2 separate regions of the Mus musculus genome follow, and region 1 is linked to region 2. Evidence: chromatin contacts called from public Hi-C data. All regions are on one chromosome and are shown on one strand. Each heading gives the region's core, a stretch centred on a gene start, on an enhancer-like site or on the middle of the called end of the contact. The rest is flanking DNA. Distances are from core to core; before and after follow the strand shown.

Region 1 (4,723 bases), core at 901-3,400, 500 kb after region 2:
CCAAAGGCTTATCTTTCTTGGAGTACCATCAACGGTATTCATGCGCAGTAAACCCAGAAGTAGACAGTCATCAGTTTTCTCACCCTCACAGTCACCTCTCAAAGCGCCAAGCCTCTGTACCAGCCAGCCAAGTCAGCATTCTCCACTAAAATGCCTGTGCTTCCCCTCAGCCCTCCACCAAAATTCCCACATCCTTATCTTCATTCTTCTCTCTCCATTCTAGTCGCCCTTTGTGGATAATGGCCACACTGCACTTTACCTAGAGAATGCCCAAATTCATACCACAATTCCCATTCTCCAGATCCCCAGGGTCAGTCACACTATCCCTCACTCAATAGACCAACTGTTCCCACATTTAACAACCCTAGAGAAGTAGGTCATATCCATTCCAAAATATATTCTGATGCAGCATCATCTCCTAAGATAGCCCCTCTCAAACTCTTGATCTTATCTTTCAATGAGCTTCATATGTGTGTGTCTGTGCATTTCTCACATATGCTTGCATGGTTTTGTTTACATAGACTCGATGATAAGTCTCCTGCCCCTCTTATTAAGACTATTATCACAGCCAGACTGGGATCTCTGGATCCCTCAGTTAGCCACATCTAAGTAGCTATCCCCTCTGCTCCTAGATGTTCTTTCTCACCCTCACCAAACTTCCAATTCATCAAATTAAAACCCAGTATTTTCTGACTGGTGTACCCTGACTCAAATCTTTCCTTCCAGGTTCTCTTGCACTACAATTGAACCTTAACCTTATCTTTTGAAATAACAATCGTGTAAACTATGCTGCAGTGATAAACCATCCAAATATCAAAAGAAGTGCAGTTTTTGTTATAACACCTATGCTTTCTGAGTAGGCTGGCTCTGTCCTCCATGGTGTCTTTAGATGAAGTGGAGGCAGCTCTGGCTGGAGCCTCATGATCTGCTCACGGAAAGGATGTCAACACCACACAATGGCTTCCTAATCTTGGGAAGATCTAATCTGCTCCTATACTTTCTTCATCAAAGAAAACAAACTGCCAGCCAAGGGATAACTCTACCATGTAGAAAACCCCAGTAAAAGTGAAATAGCAGAAAGTATTTAGAACAGATAATACAATCTCCCAACCATCACTAAAATTATGGTACAATATCAAGACTATTTCCTGTTTTTATTACTTTTTTTCCTCCAAAACACCTCAGCCCCAGCAGGACTAGCATTTTGGAGGAGCTGTGTATGTTCCAGAATGCTAAGCAGAAGTTCTGTCTCCCTCTATCTCTACCCAATAGGTGTCATGTGCTCTACATTTACCCAACGTGTCAATAAAAATGGCTCCAGACCTTGGAAAGTCTTCCCTGGAGAAGCAAAGTCACCCCTCACTGAAAATAGACTAGTCTAGAGTCTATAGAGGGAAGAAGTGAGGTCGAATCATGACAGGATCTATGTGATATTGTGCAAGTTTAATAATTTATTTTAAAATAGCATTAAAAATACAAAAAAAAATAATCTCCTGCCTTTTATGGGGAATAAAAGCATTAACTTCAGAGGCAAAGCATACCAAGTTTTGCACCTTGGTTTCATTGGTCCATAAAACACTGCAAATGTTGCTTAACTCCAATAAACCTTAGTTGTTTTTTTTTGTTTTTTTTTTTTCCCCTCTTCAGCAGGAGGCAGTAACATTTCTCTTGCAATCTTCCAGTAAAAAGTCAGTGCATGGTTTTTGGCATATGGTGTATGCTAGCAAATGACAGCTGGCAGCAATGGGAAAACTTTCTCCAAAATACATAAAAGAGGAAATGTTCACCAAAAGCCTGACACAGAGACAAACAAAACCTGTGCCCCATTGTGCATGTGCACGCGTACACACAGACACACACACATACACACACACACACACACACACAGCCAAAGGTCTTCTCAGAAGGGTGGCACCACAGCCCTGTACAATACTGTCTGCATTTGTTTCTCCATAAATAAGATGTGTTGTCAAGAAACTTGAGCTCTGTGGATTTGCCATAAAACACATATCCTTGGATATGAGCAACAGGTTTTCGTAGCACTTTCTTGGATGTCAGCAGATTCTCACAAATCAGAGCAGCAAAGTGTAAAACATATGCCCTCAGCAACCTGCCAAAAACCAATAAAAGGAACCTGCAGAGAAGCCAAAGCTGAGAGGCGGGCAGCAGGCTGGGGCTGGAAGCCTCCATAAATTCCCATGGAGATGCACTTTCAGTGAGAGCCCGAGTAAACAGAACAGTTTTAAAGGATGAGACAATTCCTCATATGGCGGCTGCACACCACACAGTCGAAAACTGCAAAATGACAGGTCACTGAGGCATTTTTAAATCCAGTCTTTGGGGACCAAGAAAGGATGACAAGTCAGTTGTTTTGTGATTAGGAAATGGACCTCCCTGTGGTGGAACTGGCCTTTCATTAGAGAGTGGCATGTTACCATGCTCTCAAGACATGGGGCATTTTGTATCCAGGTGCAAAACAATTCTGTTTGCTTGCAAAGAAGTTCACAGAATAGTAACTATGAAAATTACACAGAAGATTAAAGTCCCCTTTATAAGGCAGCAAACTATAAATTCTATTTTCAAACTAGCATGAGTCATTGTCGCGTCTAAATAGAATAACCTCCTGGCTTTGTATGCTGTTTCTCCTCCTCCTCCCCCTCCTCTTCCTCCTCCTCTTCCTCCTCCTCTTCTTCCTCCAACTCCATAAACTCTTGGGAGACTTTCAAGTTGGTAGAAAGATTTAGATCCCAATACCCTAGAGACTAGAACATTTCCCAGCACTAACACAGCAGCACAGAGTTTGCGTTCCATCAAAACTCAGATTTCAACCCAGAGGGAATTGTAACTGAGCCCCTTTCTCCAGCAAAGCTGGGGACAGCCTGCTCAGAACATTAAGCTTTCTGACTCTGCTCTTCATCCCTCAGAAATCCAATGCCCTGAGGCCTGGATCCCAGGCATCGTAGGTGGCTCTCTTCTGCACCACATAGCTAGTGCCAATACTCCAGATCCCTGCTTGCCCCAGTGCAAAGGCAGCTCTCTCCTTACAGTGTCAGAGCATCCAAAGCACTCTCAGCAAAGCGGGCTCCCAGCTCAGACTCTGAATGCATCTGTCCTCTCCTCTTGCTGCATTTCTAATCCTGAAGTGGAAATTTGGCTTAATGAGCCCCAAAGGGCAGCCTCTGCCAAGCTTACTAAATTCTAAGGAGATAATTAACCAGATAGGAAAAAAAGTTTTAATCTTGCAAACATAAAAAAGATTGATATTGTATTATGTGCAACTAAAATTGCACAAGCAAAGCATCCCCCCACCAGCATTCAATAAAATAAATTAAAGGTTAGCCCCAAACTTAGAAATGAGTACCTGTGCTGGTCAGGGTTCTGGATCAGTTCTTGAGTATTTTTAATGACTGAAAGAGTACATACAAAGATGCCCATGCATGCATGCATTTAGTCAGTAAATCTGTATTCTGACATACATATTTACTGACCAGCCACCAGCTGGTTCTGGCCCACCAGAAATAATTAGTTTGTAAGGTCCACCGGAAGTTGTGATTTGAATATTTGATATGATAAAGGATCATAACAACACATAGGTATATCTATAATTTAGGGTCAAAACATAGCAGATTGTCATTCTTTCTTTTTCTTAGTTTTTTTTTTTCCCTGACTCACAACTTCAAGAGGGTCACCAACCAGACATGCGCACTTTCTTCTTGCTTCTTTTCCTTTTTGTGTACTTTCTCACTCACTCATCTGTAAGATTTGCTACATAGAATCCTTCTTCATAAAGTAGTTTGCTGCATCTTCAGAGCTGAGACACTTTGCAGAAGAAAGAGGGTTTGATTAAAGTGAGGGAAGCCAATGCTTTGCAGCAAAAGACCATCAAAGAAAACCAGTCAGTGTTTCGTCCCCTATAACATTTCTCAGAGCACTGGGGCATACGGACTTCAAGACAGTGTGTTAAAGGAGATGTTCAACCTTTGCACATTACACCATAAACCCCACAAAACTCTCTCAGAAAAAGCGGTTCCCCTTAATTTATACAAATGTTTAAACCATTGCTTAAGTCACCCAATATATTTTACAATCTTACTGAACGTGTTCTTTTGATTTGACATGTGAGGTTTTTCTGTACGTACATGTACGCGTGTGCCTTTGAAGGTCAGAAGGGGACACTGGATCCCCTGGAACTGGTACTATAGGTTGTGTTGTACCTGGTTGAACTGAATCCAGGTCCTTCCTCCTCAAGAGCAACAAGAACTCTTGACTGCTCTCGGCCATCTCTCCAGCTCCTGTCCTAAATGCTTATTTTGTCTTTATTTTCCCTCCTCCTTCACTGGTTCTCTTGGTGAAGAGTACACAAGAGTAACCTAGGGTTAGAAATTTCCCTTCTTCTCATCTTTCTTGATTCCTACTTGATTTCTCCAGGGTATTGGTGGATCCTCTTGCTGGCCCCTGAGCAGACCCCTGCTGATCATTGCCAGTGTAGCAGCGCAGATCAGTGACCAGCTGCCCTCCAGGATGGGAACTTCAGATGGGGAAGTGAAACATCGGAACATCTGGAATTTTCCTAGACGATAATTTCAACTGAATGAAGCATTTGAATGATTAGAAGCGAAGTTTCTGTGTTCCATCTGAGAGTCTTTTTATAATCTGTGTCACGCAGCTGCAGGCAGAATCTTCATGAGAGACAGCAGCTTCGGTTTAGCTTCAGCCAAGAGGG
Region 2 (5,394 bases), core at 2,460-4,959:
GAAAAGTTTTCTGAAAATAAAATTCACAGAGACCAGAAAGACATTGTAAAAGAATGCCTGGGCTTAAATATTCCTTTTCTCTTTGAGCCATCATAAATTATTTACTTCTTGTAGTGGTAGTTAAGATTCTACTTTGTTACATACTCTGTTTCAATAACATTGAAAAACTTTGGTTTTGCTCTTTACAGTTAGTGTCCAAGTCCTATGAGCGAGAGTTGCATTATTTCTCTCATGGATATATCCAGGTCCAGTTTATACAGTTGTCAATCCCTATGGCTCATTCTACCCAAGTGAGCGAGCAAGAACATATCTAACTTATTTTTATACACAAAACAGAAATAGAGAGTTGTCATATGTCAATTCTATTGTGGTCATTATTTATAGCTGTAACCTGAGCAGCTATAATCTATTTGTCCTCTGGTTCTGGAGTGAGCTTGCTTGTCACATCCTTTCACATCAGTGCTGACATTTTGAGACTTTGTGTTCAACAATTGGTTATCCGTTCAAATCAGTGACCTTGGAGTCTGAGAGCCTCTGGCTTACTCTATACTTACTCTAGAGGACCTGAACATGGCCTGTGTCTGGCGAGGTGACTTTATTTTTGGTGCCAATGGCTTCTCTGTAGCAAATCTATTGTCAGGTATTTTGAACGACGGGGAGTAAAAATTAGAGGCTTCTCCTCTTTTACAAGCCCTGAAACTTCTTTTACAAATTGGTGACTCACTCACTAGGGCTGATGGCCCCAACATCTTTAAAGCAGAATTCAGTCATGTAAAAAACTTCATGTCTTCACTTCAGCTTAGAGACTTTATCATATTTATACAACTAAAGGAAAAAAATCATATTATTCTTTTTTTCTTTTTAAAATTTTATTTAATTTTTTTTTACACTCCAGATTTTATCCTCCTCTCAGTCCACCCTCTGACTGTTCCATATCCCATACCTCCTCCACCCCCTGTCTCCAAGAGGATGTCTACACCCCTATTTCCAGACCTCCCCACTCCCTGGGGCCTCCAGTCTCTTGAGGGTTAAGTGTATCTTCCCTGAGTGAACCCAAGCCTGGTAGTCCTCTGTTGTATGTGTGTTGGGGGCCTCATATCAGCTGGTGTATGCTGGCTCTCATACTCCAAGGTTGGTGGTCCAGTGTTTGAGAGATCTCGGGGGTCCAGGTTAATTGAGACTACTGGTCCTCCTACTGAATCGCACTTCTCCCAGCTTCTTCCAGCTTTTCCCTAATTCAACCATATGGGTCAACAGCTTCTGTCCATTGGTTGGGTGTAAATATCTGCATCTGACTCTTTCAGCTGTTTGTTGGGTCTTTCGGAGGGCAGTCATGATAGATTCCTTTTGTGTGAGCACTCCATAGCCTCAGTAGTAGTGTTAGACCTTGGGGCCTCCCCGCTAGCTGGAATAGGGTTTTTCCCCCTCAACTTTTATCCCTAAGCAACAGGAATCTTTGCTTGCAGAAGCTTAATTTCCTAAATCAGTGATGGGATTTCCTCTTTCAGAAGGATCATACACAGGAAATGTATGCAATGCATGTATGGTAGGTGTCAAATCATACTGAGCTTTATTAATTTATTGAGAAAAAAAAAACCCTAAAGTTAGCCAGGATAAAGGCTGCTGGCTTTTGTTAACATTCTAGTTCTCCAGTAAATACCCTTTAGACTTTGTTGACCAGAGACACTTGTTTTCAAGTCATCTCTTTTACCATAAGTTCCCAGAACCGTATCCTGTGGTAATCACAGAGACGTTTTTATAAAGACATTCACCTCTGTATCATTTTGATGACCCAGAACTGTCCCATGAGAGCCAGAAACCTTTCTGTGTCAAACCTGCCACCTGAGTACTAGCTCCCAAAGCTGCTTCAGAACAGCGGTCACCCAGCCATTTAGGAACTGTCACTTGGTCACCTGTGAACTTTCTCACATGGATTCTCCGGAATCACGTCACATCGTCACACCATTGTTCTAAAACTGTCACAAATTGTGCCATATTTTCTTCTCTTGATTTTTGTCATAAGGACGACCATAGTATAGTCTTACATGTCTCTAGAAACAAGAGAGCTATGAAAGCTGATAACCACCGTAATGGTTAATTTTTACTGTCAACTTGATAAGATCGAGAATTGCCTAGGAAAGAAGTTTCTGGGCAAGACTATGAGGGGTTATGTTGATTAGGCTAATTGAGGTACATAGCCCTATTTCTTTGGTTTGGTTCTGGAATCCATAAAAAGGAGAGAGCTAGCTGAGTAGCAGCATTGACCTCCCTAGTTCCTTTCTGTGCTTGCAATGCGAACACCTGCCTTATGTTCTTGTCGCTGTCATTTCCTCATCATTACTGACTCCATTTTCCAACTGTGAGATGAAATAAACTCTTTCTCCCTGAAGTTGCTTTGGTCAGAGCACCTTCTCCTTACATAAGGAAAAATAACTAATACTTAGGCTGACACATATGCTTCATGAGAGGCAAACTATAAGCAAGGAATAAGGGAGACAAAGGCCAGCTATCAAGTTAGAAGCTAACCCAGTACTGTCTATCACTGAAGTTAGGAATGTGCAAGCTTGTGCCTCTGGATGATTCTATCTCTATGTGAGGTTAAGAGCCAGAGCTGTAGAGAGAACTGAAATACCTAAAGCTTTAGGGGCTTGATTCCGTCACAGCTGACCTGTGAAACGCCCAACTTCTACATCTCCTTTGAGAGGAGAATGATTTTCTTAGTGAGAGAGGCATTCATCAGTGTTAGCAATAACCGGGTGTCTATGAATTGCTTTCTATGTTCTAGTGGATCTGTGCTCAGATGGACTTCTAATGCTATTGCAAAACAACAACAACAACCTTTGAGCTGTATCCACTGCAATGGAGAACTCCAAGAGGTGACTCTAGAGCTGGACTTCATCCCTCCTAACAGCAACAGCAGGTTTCCTTCACTTTACTCAGCAGAGAGCCCAGCAAAGGGGACACATGGATGCCCACACAGCTCTCTTGTGAGTACTGAGTGACACAACAATCTCCTCTTAAGTTTGAATTGTTTTGCTGCTGTTGTTGAGGGCTGTGATAATTGCATATCATAAACAGCTAGCTATAAGAAGTGCCATCATGCCAGTGACAGAGTGCGAGAAACAAACCAAAACAACAGTTTGTTACCAGAGCACCATTTCAGTGATAGCTGAAGGCAACACTCAGAACACAGCGTCTGCCTGGCTGGAGCTGTAGCTGGTAAATCCTGGTGTCTTTAACCTTGGTTTTTAAAACCCACGGTTTTAATTGGAATGGCGAACCATGGGTTTAATTGGAATGATGAGCCATGTGCATTTCTTGAGATGCTTCCTAATTAACTGACCAATCTGGAATTCTGATTTAATTCAAATTTGTTTCTTAGGTGATTTAATGAATATTTTTTAAACTGAGTTTTTAGTACTTATACAAAACGTTAGAACAATTTTCTATCAGTAGTGGATAGGATAAAACAACACACACACATACACACACACACTGAAGACATATTCCAAGAGCTATGAAGAGGGCATTGCAGGTATTTATTGGCAGGATTAAGTAACTCAAGATACCTTTGAGATGGCTGCTAAAGTCTTCTAATGTTGATGGCTAGGGACAGCGCTGGTGCAGAATAAAGGCTAAGGTGTTGCCTGCAGCTTCCCAGCAGCCAAGGCTTTTGCAAGGCAGCTGAGCACAGAGTCTGAGCAAATTGCAAAGCAATGTTCTGCGAGGAGCAGGGACCAGCCTCCCTCCCACTGCCTAATGCCATGCTGCAGCGCCCACCGTGCTCCCCTTCATTTGTCTTCAATGACAGCCTGACTCTCAAAAGTGTCACTAATAAGCCAGTTCCCAATTAGCTCTGGAGGTTTTTCAGGGCTCTTGGCAATGTTCCCACAGCTTCTGGGGGCTGTTGCTGCCTACAAATGGAGAATCATTTCTGCTTTGCAAGACTGAAAGGCAGGAGCTGCTGCGAAGGCAGTGCAGCGGTTTCATTATTTCTTGCTAGCAGGAGAACAGAACACATTGCTTCTAATGCTCAAATATGTCATTTGAGAAAAAAACAAAACAAAACAAAAAACTAAGTCTTCCTGCCTGAACCTGAACCAGTATTGTTTTTTTTTTTGGGGGGGGGGGGCGGTTGTACAAGTGTGTGCACACATCCACAGCCCACAATGTTCTTACAGATGAATCCTCAAAAAATCCTACATAGCAATTTGGGAACTGCAGGGTGTAATAAAGTTAAGGCTTTGGAATGAGACTGCAAGAAGGGCAGAAGCATGGCCTGCCACTTAGCTGCCACTGAAACAGTTGACAATCAGTCAACTCTTGAGGTGCCTCTGTGCTTGACCTGAACTCCAAGGAGAAGGGCGGTTTCATTTGGGCCTTTCTGTGGGGGTCATAGCAGACAGCCCCATGTCCTCTTTCATAAGTCACATTGCTGCTAGACAGTTAATCACTGGTTTGTGTCTGTGTTTAGAACGTGCGTAGGACAAAGAAAATCCCTTTCTCCTGTGGAAGGTGTCAGTGCATTGCTTGTTTGTCATCCATGGGCTCTAAATATAGGGTGGAGTCATGTTTTCAGAGAACAACTCTGAAAGTACCCTGGTTCTCCCTGCCAGTGAATCTCAGAGGGTTCTAATGCTCTCACAGACGATGTATATAGTAGGTACTGTTGTTTGTGTTTCACAGATGACATAGTTACAAGCCGTGCAACCACAGGCAAATCCAGTAAGCTCCACATCACAAACTCTTGACATTATATTGTGAATCATGTATTCACCTGACCTTCTATTAGATTTTAGAGATAATATACAAACATGATAGATGTGGAAAGACTTTTATGACATTCCTTAGTCTACTTAACATGAAGGGAGATATGGACATTGCAGGAGAAATCTGTGATCTCTCACTGATGACCTAGTCTTAAGTCCCTTGTCTCTTAAGCAACTTATGAAGCAAACAGTATGTGAAGGGCCTGTAGTGTGACTTGACTTCCCTAGTAAGTGCTCAACATTTGTTGTTTCATGTTGCTGTTGGTGCTCAAGGTTGAATACATGCGAATGGAAAAGTCTGTAACAATTCCATGTGATGCTTGAGGACCACAGCATATCTGCAGGCATAGAACTATTCACTTCAAAGTCTACTTGCAGATTTGGCATTAGCGATTTGTTTCAATCTCAATTCTCCAGGCCCTACAGTCTTCCTGAGGGCTGAGGAATAGCAAAAGGGCTACTGTCCCACTTGGCAGGCATTAACTTCAACACATGGTCACATGACTCTAGAATGATGTCTTTTATACATTATTGGGGTGCTGGGTACAGCAGCCTGTAGAAGGAAGAGAAAAAGAATGAGAATAGTAAGGCCTAAGTCCTTTAATAAACACCACTGGAGATGCAA

The links. Hi-C and Micro-C count contacts between places; a contact is called where the count stands out from the background.
Region 1: a contact with region 2 is called in a Hi-C map of cerebral cortex, with 2.9 times the contacts expected there. The contact joins two enhancer-like sites. A contact is called at or near these places in 2 of 39 promoter capture datasets (hippocampal neurons and stem cell-derived epiblast-like cells) and 1 of 484 Hi-C or Micro-C datasets (cerebral cortex).

Annotation. Positions count from the first base shown.
Region 1 is chr3:137,559,176-137,563,898 of GRCm38.p6, forward strand. No RefSeq gene overlaps it. Among named protein-coding and RNA genes, the nearest start is that of Gm4861, 8.9 kb to the left of the region's middle. Within about 2 kb of position 2,151, at least 41 of the 459 cell types and tissues checked have an H3K27ac peak or open chromatin away from gene starts, as enhancers often do. A contact at or near this core is called in cerebral cortex and hippocampal neurons, where this site is marked.
Region 2 is chr3:137,053,567-137,058,960 of GRCm38.p6, forward strand. No RefSeq gene overlaps it. Among named protein-coding and RNA genes, the nearest start is that of Gm26107, 12 kb to the right of the region's middle. Within about 2 kb of position 3,710, at least 49 of the 459 cell types and tissues checked have an H3K27ac peak or open chromatin away from gene starts, as enhancers often do. A contact at or near this core is called in cerebral cortex and hippocampal neurons, where this site is marked.